Regions from separate parts of the Sus scrofa genome. Here region 1 is linked to region 2. A link is a contact called in public Hi-C data. All regions are on one chromosome and are shown on one strand. Each heading gives the region's core, a stretch centred on a gene start, on an enhancer-like site or on the middle of the called end of the contact. The rest is flanking DNA. Distances are from core to core; before and after follow the strand shown.

Evidence for each region. A called contact is a pair of places that touch in the nucleus more often than the background predicts.
Region 1: a Hi-C map of liver shows a contact between it and region 2, with 2.5 times the contacts expected there. The contact joins the enhancer-like site here to the promoter of LOC106507123 in region 2. A contact is called at or near these places in 4 of 47 Hi-C or Micro-C datasets (embryonic fibroblasts, heart right ventricle, liver and 1 more).

The regions. Positions count from the first base shown.
Region 1 is chr1:266,197,540-266,202,794 of Sscrofa11.1, reverse strand. All of the region lies in intron 6 of MAPKAP1 (target of rapamycin complex 2 subunit MAPKAP1), which reads left to right. Among named protein-coding and RNA genes, the nearest start is that of MAPKAP1, 150 kb to the left of the region's middle. Within about 2 kb of position 2,029, at least 6 of the 83 cell types and tissues checked have an H3K27ac peak or open chromatin away from gene starts, as enhancers often do. A contact at or near this core is called in liver, where this site is marked.
Region 2 is chr1:266,071,823-266,077,246 of Sscrofa11.1, reverse strand. It overlaps LOC106507123 (collagen alpha-2(I) chain-like), which reads right to left and starts at 2,560. Exons shown (of 4, transcript XM_021085471.1): 1 at 2,240-2,560; 2 at 1,965-2,177. The coding sequence starts at 2,560.

The DNA of each region.
Region 1 (5,255 bases), core at 780-3,279, 130 kb before region 2:
AGGTTTAGGGGTGGGATAGATATACTTTCCCAGAAGAAGCATCTAAGACTACACAGAATCTCATTATGAACCTTACCTTTCAGAGGAAGCAAAGAGAGACTGGGAAAACAACTGCTTTAACCTTCATTCTCTTTTCACTTTTCCTGAATCACTCCCATCCCTGCACTCCCACTCCCACTCCCACTCCCACTCCCAAACGCACATACCCCAGTCAGTCCTTTTTCTGTTCTAAAGTTCAGGAGTTTATTCAACACGTCGGGAGTATTTCTGAAAACATATGGTCAAATAAAATTTTTATATGTGAGCGTTTAGAACAAAAGTGTCATTTTCTCTTTCTTCTTTTTTCTCAGTTGCCTGATGAAATAGTACAGATTACTGACCATTTGTCCTGTGTGTATTTTCTTGACTCAGCGATCTTCCATTCACCTTTCTGGTCTACATTCCAAGCTAGAAATTACTTTCTGCAAACACAGGACAGACCAGACCTTCAGGAGTCTCCAGGGACGTAGTCAAAGTTTCAGAGAGTGAAGTGCCACCCAAACAAGTGAAACCATGGCTCCCTCCCTTCATTTCTCCCCTCTTCTCCTTGCACCTTTCTCCCAGTGGAGAACTGGCAGGGAGTGGCTGACTAGACACTACACTGCACCAGGGAAAGGGAGCGAGGTTTAACAATGGGAAGTGAGTTAATATTTACTAGGACCAACTATGTATATATTATTTCATTTAACCTGAAAATAGCCCAGGTTTTATTATGACCATTTTAGAGATGTGAAAAGGGAGGCTGGGATATATTACTCTCAGGCTTGGATTGGACCCCAAGCCTGACTTCAAAGTCCATGCTCTTTCCAACACCCTGCTGGTGGTTGGGATGTGGGTAGGGGAATCTAGCATTGGACTAGTCCTTCAAGTGAATCCTGTTATCTTAAGGCCAAAGTCCAGCTACTGCTATAGTGTAATGGGCAGGAGCATGGTGGCCTCTGGAGCCAGACTGCTTGGGTGCTGATTCTGACCTTACCCTTATTAGTGGGTGTGAGAGCTCAGATTAATTACGTAACTTTTCTATGGTTCAGTTAAATGATGGTAATGATAAATAGTACCTACCTCTAGAGCCGTTGTGAGGATTGAATGAGTTAATACGTGTAAAACACTTTAGAACAGTGCCTGGCCTAAATAAGCATTATCTAAGTGTTTGCTGCAATTGTTGTTACTAATAAAAATGCTTTGAGGACAAGAACTGGATCATTAGTGCCCACAATCCCCAGCATAGCTCTTACTATAATAGTAATGAAGTCAATAGAGTAACAGGGTAAAGGCTGAACCAGAATAACTTTGGCTGAGCATGGCAGGGGCGCATATTGGAGATGTGCAGACTTTCCCATTAGCCCTCTTAGGGGCAGACAGCCGTCAAGCCAGTAGCAAGACATAAACTCCTTGAAGACAGGAAGAGTAGTCTCCTGTGTCTCTGTATCCTTAGCATCTAGCACAGGGCTTCCTTGAAAAGGAAGAATAAACGAAGCTTATGCTGTCTATGGGCTGCTTGGGGGACCCTTGGCCAAGCTTTCTGTCCCACCTTGCTTTCTGAACTTGCTTAACCACTTCTACAGCCCTGTTTCTGTCTTCTGAATGCCATGAAGCCCCAGGTTGCCTTCTGTTTTTCAGAGTCCCTCATTCCATTCAACCAGAGGCTCCTGGAGTTGCTGTTGTAACTCAGCAAAAACAAATCTGACTAGTATCCATGAAGATGCAGGTTCGATCCCTGGCCTCGCTCAGTGGGTTAAGGATCCCGCGTTGCCGTGAGCTGTGGTATAGGTCACAGACGTGGCTCGGATCTGGCGTTGCCGTGGCTGTGGCGTAGGCTGGCAGCTGCAGCTCCAATTAGACCTCTATGCCTGGGAACCTCCATGTGCCGTAGGTTCGGCTCTAGAAAAGACAAAGACAAAAACAAAAACCCCAGAAGCTCCAATATACAGCTGTTCCCTACTCCAAACGAGGCAGCACAGAGTTTGAACTTAGGCTAACCTGGGTTCAAGGTTCAGCTTTACTAGTGACTTGCACCATGGCTGTAGTTTCAGTTTCCTCATCTGTACAGTGAGGATGGTAATCACTACTTAATGGAATTGTGGTGAGGAATGTTCTTAAATATAAGTAATGGATAGACTTCTTTTAAAGGAAAATTAATTTTCCTAAAACTTCAATGTTTGCCCAAATCTGTTTGAATATAATGTTACTTAAATATATACAAATGTAAAATTCTAGCTATAAATTCCATGTCTTTATGCAACCCAAATACAATTACAAATTAAATGCAAATAAAACCATAACATTAATAAAATACAAATTAACAACTTTAATGCAACAGATGATGTTTCGCTGAAATTACATCAATGATGTTGGAGTTAATGGGAGTTAAATGTTTTACTTGTCAATTTGAATTTTCTTATTTTCATATGAAACATCAGATTACCATATTATTAATTTGTTATTTTAAACAATGAATGTATATTTAGGTATTAGTCCATTATTTTAATGAGCTAATTTATTTATAGTGCACACACACTCCCACCCCCAAATTGTAAATGTTTTTTTCTTGCAAAAGTAAAGGACATTTCTGCTAGTTTATTCCAGTTTGCCCACAACTTTGCCTGTTTCAAAATTCAAAGTCCCAAGTTCAGGAGCATCTGTTCAGTTCTGAATGAACCAGAATGATTGGTCATCTCATTTTTTGCTGTTGTCAGTGAGTCTGTACATGGGTGGGCTCTCTGCCTGATTGATACCTATGCATGATGTGACTTGCACACTGCAGACATGAATTCTTCAGGGATCAGCAAGTCTGTTCCATAAAAAGTCTTGCGCACACTTCTCCCATCACTTTTCTTTCTTTCTTTCTTTCTTTTTTTTTTTTTTTTTTGTCTTTTTGCCATTTTCTTGGGCTGCTCCCACGGCATATGGTGGTTCCCAGGCTAGGGGTTGAATTGGAGCTGTAGCCGCTGGCCTGTGCCAGAGCCACAGCAACGCGGGATCCGAACTGCACCTGCCACCTACACCACAGCTCACAGCAATGCCAGATCCTTAACCCACGGAGCAAGGCCAGGGATCGAACCCACAACCTCATGGTTCCTAGTCAGATTCGTTAACCACTGCGCCATGACGGGAACTCCCATAGTTGTTATTTTTGTCAGAGATTTATCAGTCTGAATAATTCACACTAAAGTGTGTATGGGGTTTAACCTTTCTTTGGGTTATTTTTTTTTTTTTTTTCGGCTACACCCACAGCATGCAGAAGTTCCGGGGCCAAGGATCAAACCCAGGCCACAGCAGTGACAATGCCGAGTCCTTAAACACTAGGCCACCAGGGAACTCCTTTGGGTTTTTTTTTATTATACAATTAATGCATGTCCACTATAGAGAAATGTTTCTTCATGTAAAAGAATATTTCAGAATTTCCCTTTGTTCCATCATGCAGAGGTGATGACTTATTATGTCATATAATGATTTACATTTAAAAGAAGGAGCTAGTTAACATAAATGAATCCCTAATTAGCTAAGTATTCTGTGGGAAAGAATGTGGACCTGGATGCCTTGTGATGCTCTTACTGAGTCAGAGCTAGACTGGTCTCTCCTTCCCAGACCCTTGGGCCCCAGGAAACCCCTGGAAATAGAGTTGCTATTAGAGTAATCCATTCTCCTTCCCCTAACAAAGTGCAAATTAGGCCCTGTTAATGGAACCTGCCTCCTTTACCAGATCAGCTAGTGGATTTCTAAGATATCAATTGTTGTTGATTGATTTTGGACAGAACAAATGTGTATCTAAACAGGAGTCCCTAACTTGCTGACTTGCTAGCTACTCTGAGCCTAAGCATTAAGTTGTTCGGATATCAGGAGTATGGGAGGGAAGAAGCGGAACAGAGGTATTGGGGCAGGGGGCATGCTAATACTCGTTAAGAGCTGGATCTCAGCTGAAGAAGTGCTCCTGGCCAGCAATGACCAAGCAAAAGTCTGCTGGGCCTTTAGATGTAGTAGGACCGGGAGAATGAGGTCTGGGAGGGGGCAGGAGAGGAACTTGCTTTGTCCATCCTCTCCCTCCCCCGGCGTGGGCAAAATCAGTCAGAATTTGTGAAACAAAATTGAGTTCAAAAATGACAGTGACAAAAACAACTGTGGAGAGAAATGGGAAAACTGATTTTGCAGGGGTGGGGGGGTTAGTTCAAATAAATAAATTTAATCTTAAAAAATAAAGCAACTGCGGTGACATCAGTGCATTGCATGTATTGACATTAATATTTTACACTAGGATCCTAGTCTGGGGGTGAAGCGCCAGGGGAAGAGGGCTTTTAGGGAAGAAAAGTCAAAATCAGTCAAATAGACAGAATCCTCCTAGATCAGAAGTCAGTTAAGAGTGCTTAAACCGCCCCCCTATGTATGTGTCTTACTTAAAATGTATACTGTATCAGGTGGCTATAGGAAAGGAACCATTTTAACCAAGAGCCGCAGAGCAGATAGAACCCATTTAGGATTTTGCTCTTTGGGGAAGGGTAGACAGTAGAGGGACTTGCACCAGAAGCCCGGCTGCTTCGGGCAATGTGGCCCAGAGGGCGCCTAGAGACTATTGTGGCTTCTCTTGGCTCTGCGTGAAGGGAAAGGTGAGCTCCCTTTTTTGGAGCCATGCCCTAGGTTCATTGTTGTATGAGGGATTTTGAAAAAGGGTCTTGGTATACCTCCCAGTGAGAGCTCTACAGTGCATCCCGAGTGACCGACTTTTATGAAAGGGTATCATTCCTTAGTTTGACGATTCACCTATTCTTGTGTGATATTGCCTTATGGTCTGGAGAGAAGAGGGGGGAGGAAACGAGCATTTTTGGACACTCAGTGTGGTACCCCTGGTAGCCATTATCTCATTTATTCTTTATAAGCAACTCATTTTTTATAATATGTAAGCTGGGGAATCGGAATCAGGGAGTCATTCACCCGAGGTCGTATAGTTTGGTAAGGGGCAGAAGTAAAATAGGGCAAGGAGTAAAAAAAAGATGTCTGTGTTCTTTGTAACCAGGCCTGACAGTATGGCTGTAAATTATCCTAGTTATTTATTGTTTGCTTGAGTCATAGAGGACCAACTGTGTGTTGTTTCTTTTCATTCTGTTGTATTAGCAAACATTATCATTGTCCAGATTGTCCTCGTGTATGGAAGTGTAACATATGCAGCCTGTTTAATTTCGTATTTGTAAATCTGACTTGATTTCCTTTTTGGCAACAGCTAC
Region 2 (5,424 bases), core at 1,311-3,810:
CTCCATAGCGGGTGCTGGGTTTGATGCCAGAAGGGAAGGGGGAAATACTGTGGGACCACAAAATCAGGCTACCACAAGGGCTATTTCACAGAGAGGTTAAGCAACCCTCCCCAATCACACAGCATGCCCCATCCCTTGTTCTGAACCAGTGTGTGCGTGCATGTGTGCGTGTGTGTGTCTGTGTGTATTGGGATGGGGGCAGGGCATGCTGGGTGGGGAAGTGGGTGGGGATGATTCTTCTGGTCCCTGGGAGAAAAAGTCTAAACTTCCTTTTTTTTTTTTTCTGGCACCAATGTCCTCCAAATCCTGGCTCCTGAAAGGCCATCCCACTTTCCACTTCTTCCTCTGACCGCATCCCTCCCACATGTGCAGCCACCAAAACACGTCCTATCTGCTCTGCTGGACTAGATACACCTGACCAGGGCGGGGCTTCCTTCATCTCTAAACTCTTTCCCACCCCCACCCTCCCAGGGCAGAGCCAGGCTCAGGGCAACTGCTTCTTAAAAGGATCTGTGCAGATTCTGGAAATGAGCTGGGAAGGACCTAAAGTCCCAGGGCTTAAAAACCTTGGGACAGGAGTTCCCGTCGTGGCTCAGCAGAAACGAATCTGACAGGCATCCATGAGGTTGCAGGTTCGATCCCTGGCCTCGCTCAGTGGGTTAAGGATCCAGCGTTACCGTGAGCTGTGGTGTGGGTCATAGATGCGGCTCAGATGCTGCTTTGCTGTGGCTGTGGCGTAGGCCAGTGGCTACAGCGTCTATTTAACCCCTAGCCTGGGAACTTCCAGATGCCATGGCTGCAGCTATAAGAAAGACCCAAAAAACAAACAAACAAAAAAAAAACCCCTCAGGACAGAGATGGCTCACCACGTCCAAGGCCCTCTCTTGTTTTTTTGTTTTGTTTTCTTTTTAGGGCCGCACCTGCGGCATATGGAGGTTCCCAGGCTTGGCGTTGAACTGAGCTGCAGCTGTTGCCAGATCTTTAACCCACTGAGCTAGGCGGCAGATGGAACTCACATCCTCATGGATACTAGTCGTGTTCTTAATCTGCAGATCCACAGCGGGAACTCTCCTGTTGCTGGTTTGGGGCAAATCCATCCCACTCCTAACCTTCCAGTCGGCCCCAGGGCATCGCTGTGTGAGGCTTGGAGTGGTGGGGGGGGTAGCACTGGGGAGGCGGGGGGCTTGGAGTCAAGGAAGCCCTGGAGATCAAAAGGTTTCTCCAGGGAGTTCCCCTCATGGCTCCATAGTAAGGAACCGGACTAGTACCCATAAGGACGTGGGTTCAATCCCTGGCCTCTCTCTCAGTGGTTTAAGAACCTGGTGTTGCCTGTGAGCTGTGTGGTGTAGGTCACAGATGCAGTTCGGATGGCACGTTGCTGTGGCTGTGGCATAGGCCGGCAGCTGTAGCTCCGATACCCCTAGCCTGGGAAGTTCCATGTGCCGGGGGTGCAGCCCTAAAAAGCAAAACCCAAAAAAATTCCGACAATAACACTACGCCCCCCCCCGCCCCTGCCCGCCCCCCCCCCCCCGCGCGCGCGCAAGGCTCTGCATCCTTCCAGCAGAGCTCCTGACCTACTCCATTCAAGTCTTGCCCCCGGGGAAGGAGCCACGGCATCTGGAGGTGGGAGGGGGAGGAAGCGACGCCCCCCCTCTTCATCGGCCAGCCCTTGTCAACCCTCGGCCTGGGACCCGCTGCTCACCCCGCTGCTCACCCCACCAGGCCCGCAGGGAGGACGGGCGGAAACAAAGGAAGCGTCCGCAGGGAACCCCGCGCACTCGCTCACAGCCCGGTCACGGGCCTGTTCCCCGCCCGGGCCACAGCCACACGCGGTGGACCCGCACAAGGTGACACCCAGTTCCGCGGTCACGCAGAGCGGGGTACACGCGGCGGGAAAGCCCGGGGGGCAGAGGCCGGCGTTTCTGGAGCCTTCGTCGCCGAGGCCCTGCGGAGGGACTGTGTACCGGGAGAGGAGCGGGTCCGGCCGCCCGAGGGTCGGAGGGTCTGCTGCCCGCGCGTCCATCCGGGCCTCGGCCTCTGTCGGCCGGGGTGCGACCGAAGCGCCCCAAACACCCGCGAGGATCTCCGTGGCCCGGCGGCCCGACGGCGGCGGTGCGGGCACGCGGCCCGAGATGGGCCCAGAGGCCCGCGCCCTCCCGCTCCGCGCCGCCCCTCGGCTGGACAGGGAGCCGCCAGGGAGGCCCAACCGCGGCCTCGTGGCGCCACCTGCGGTCCGCACTGCGCGGGCTTCGGCCCGGGCGCCGAGGGGCGCCGAGGTGGGTGTCTCCTCCTCTCCCGGGCGCGCGTGGGGGCTACTGTCGCGGCGACATCCTTTAGGTCCCGTCGCCCCTCCCGGAGCGGCCGGATGGAAAGGGCGGGAGGTGCCACCGCGCGCGGGTCCCGGGAGCCCGGCCAGAGCCCCGTGGCTGCGACCTCCCAGGCCCGCCCTGCCCGCGGCCCCCACCAGAGGTTGCGTCCTCATTTGACGGAGGGGGAAACCGAGGCTCGGCCCGCAGCCGGGAAGGAGGGAAACCAAGTCGGGACCTTGACTCCGGGGCATGTAGAAGGGGGACCCCTGAACCCCGCCTGCCACCTCCCAGGCCACTGAGCATGCTGGTTCCCTCCCGGCATCGCCAGCCACATCAGCGATGAGGCTGCAGCCCCCAGCCCTCCTCTGAGCCCCCACCCACACCGCACCGTCTGTCCTCAGGAACTGCTCCCACCCATTTAACACTGCCCTGGAGTCTTAGAAACATCACACCAGGAAAAAGCCCCTCGGAGACCCAGCCTCATTGCCCACCTTGGGCTCCAGAAACCAAGACCCATGCAGACCCCTTCGCTCTGACCTGGTCTCTTTGAGTCAGCCTGGTTGTCTGTGTCGAATGAGAGGCTTTAGAACCCCTCTACCACATCCTACTGTGCCAGTGGGATCATCACACCTGACGGTTTTTGCACCCAGAAGCGTTTTGAGGCCCTGTTCACCTCTCCTCTAATCCTCAGAGCCCTCATCTCAGCTCTGATTTCTAGGTGCCATTGTCTGTGCCAGTATCTGTCTCCTCCACTTTATCCCTCCTCCCAGATGGAGAGGTCCAGCTGAACTGATCCTGCAGAGTGGGGACTGCAGGCCTGAAGCACAGCTGGGTCAGATCCTGGAACCTGAACTCTTTTCCTGCCTGGGGTATTGAGCAGCCTAGACCACAGCTGCTCTGTGTGATCCTGAGCAAGACCCTGAATCTCAGGTCAGGAGGCTTGCCGGAGCTCTCAGGCAGGTGAGTGGCAGAGCTGAGGTTCCAGCCCCAACTTGAGACTCACTTCAGAGCTCCTGCTGGCCCGGTCTACAGCCACCATGTGGAATCCAGGCTGAGCTGGGCATCCGCACTGGCCTTTCCGTGTGAAAGCCCTGGGGAGTGGCCACTCCCTCGCACATACATCCCAAAAGTCACAATCGCATTGGTTACATGGTGTAAGGCTCTAGCCCAAGCCTGGTCCTCAGAGTTCCCAAGTGTCAGATGCTGCCAGGCTGACCCTCCCATTTTACAGACGGGCTAACTGAGTCCACAGAGATACAGGGTCTTGCTCAGGATCACACAGAGCAGCTGTGGTCTAGACTGCTCAATACCCCAGGCAAGAAAAGAGTTCAGGTTTCAGGATCTGAGCCAGCTGTGCTTCAGGCCTGCAGTCCCCACTCTGCAGGATCAGTTCAGCTGGACTTCTCCATCTGGGAGGAGGGATAAAGTGGAGGAGACAGATACTGGCACAGACAAGGGCACCTAGAAATCAGAGCTGAGATGAGGGCTCGGCTGGGGCTTGGGGAAGAAAAGACTGGGCATGGGAGGGGTCAGTCAGGAAGGATTCCCAAGGAAGTGACATCAAGTGGGCTTTAAAGGGTGCATAGGAGTTTGCCAGTGGAAGGTAGACAGGATATTTCAGGCTTAGAAGCTTGAGGGAACTCGGCTAGTTCCCTTCTATACCTTGGTAGTTAAGGGAATGGGCTTGGGCGCTTGACAAGCCTGGGCTGGAGTCCCAGCCCTGCTGTGTGACTTCTGGCAGGTGACTTAACCCTTCTGAGCCTCTCTTCCCTCAGCTATAAAAGGAGAGCAATGATGATCTCCTCAGACATGGGCGGTTGCAGGGTTAACAGGGGGTGGGATGCATAAGATGGGACGCACAGGGGCCTGGCAGGGAGACTAGAGACCACTGAAGGGAGCAGTTGAAAAGACTGCCGTGGCGGCGGAGGTCATTGGAAGGCACACAGACTGAGAGGGACCTTGAATGCTAAGCTGAGGAACTGGCTTCATTCTGAGCTCAGTGGGGAGACCTGAAAGGGCTTTGAGTCAAGGAGTCACAAACGGGATTTGTGTTGATTGATTTATTCATTCATTTATTTATTTATTGCTTTTTAGGGCCGCACTCGCGGCATATGGAAGTTCCCAGGCTAGGGGTCGCATCAGAGCTGTTAGCTGCCAGCCTACACTACAGCCACAGCAGTACAGGATCCTAGCCGAGTCTGCGACTTACACCACAGCTCACGGCAACGCCGGATCCTTAACCCACAGAGCGGGGCCAAGGATCAAACTCACATCGTCATGGATACTAGTCGGGTTCATTACGGCTGAGCCACAATGGGAACTCCCTGATTCGTGTTTAAGAAGGGGCCCACCTGGCCAGCATTAGGGCGTCCTCAAGGAAGGATGGAAACGAGGTACTGATCTCGAAGCCTGGCTGTGTCCTTGCCTCTGGGCCCCCTTAGTCCCTCCACTCTGTGAGGCTGAGAAGCGCCCCTGCCCTGATTCCAAGGCTGGGCCAGGGCAGGGGAAGGGCCTCGCCTGCAGCCCCTACTCTCACTGCCCTATGGCCCCAGACACCCCACACCTAAGAACCCGCAGCCCCTGTGATCAGAGCCTCACTCCCCCACCCCAAACACACACAGATCCATGCCACAGTCCCCAGTACAGGGAAAGAAGGGGCAGCACCACCATAATTTCTATTTCCTTCTAAATAGATGCTCCCAGACCTGCTCCCACAAAACCAATTAAAGCACCTGCCGGGGACGGGGCTTTGTCAGCAAATTATTTCCAGGCTCCAAGGCCCGGGAATAAATCTCAGAAGGATGAAGTGAATTGAATGAGGAAGGGACCTGAGCAGGCGGCGGGGGGGTGAGGAGAAGGGGGAGGGTCACTTTGGATCTGGGCATCTGCAAGTGGAGTCCTACTCCTGCCCCCAGACCCCTAGCCCAGACCCCAGCGCTCACCCCATGACAGTTCCATCAGAGAATTGGTTTCCAAGGGCTTGGACGTCCTGGCTCCAAGTCAGGAACTCCCCTGGGGAGCTGCCTGGAAGTGGGGCTTCTAGAGCTGGAGCAGGGGAGGGCGGATGGGTAGCTCCATGTCCTTGTCCCCATCACCAGCCTGTCCTGAGTCCCTT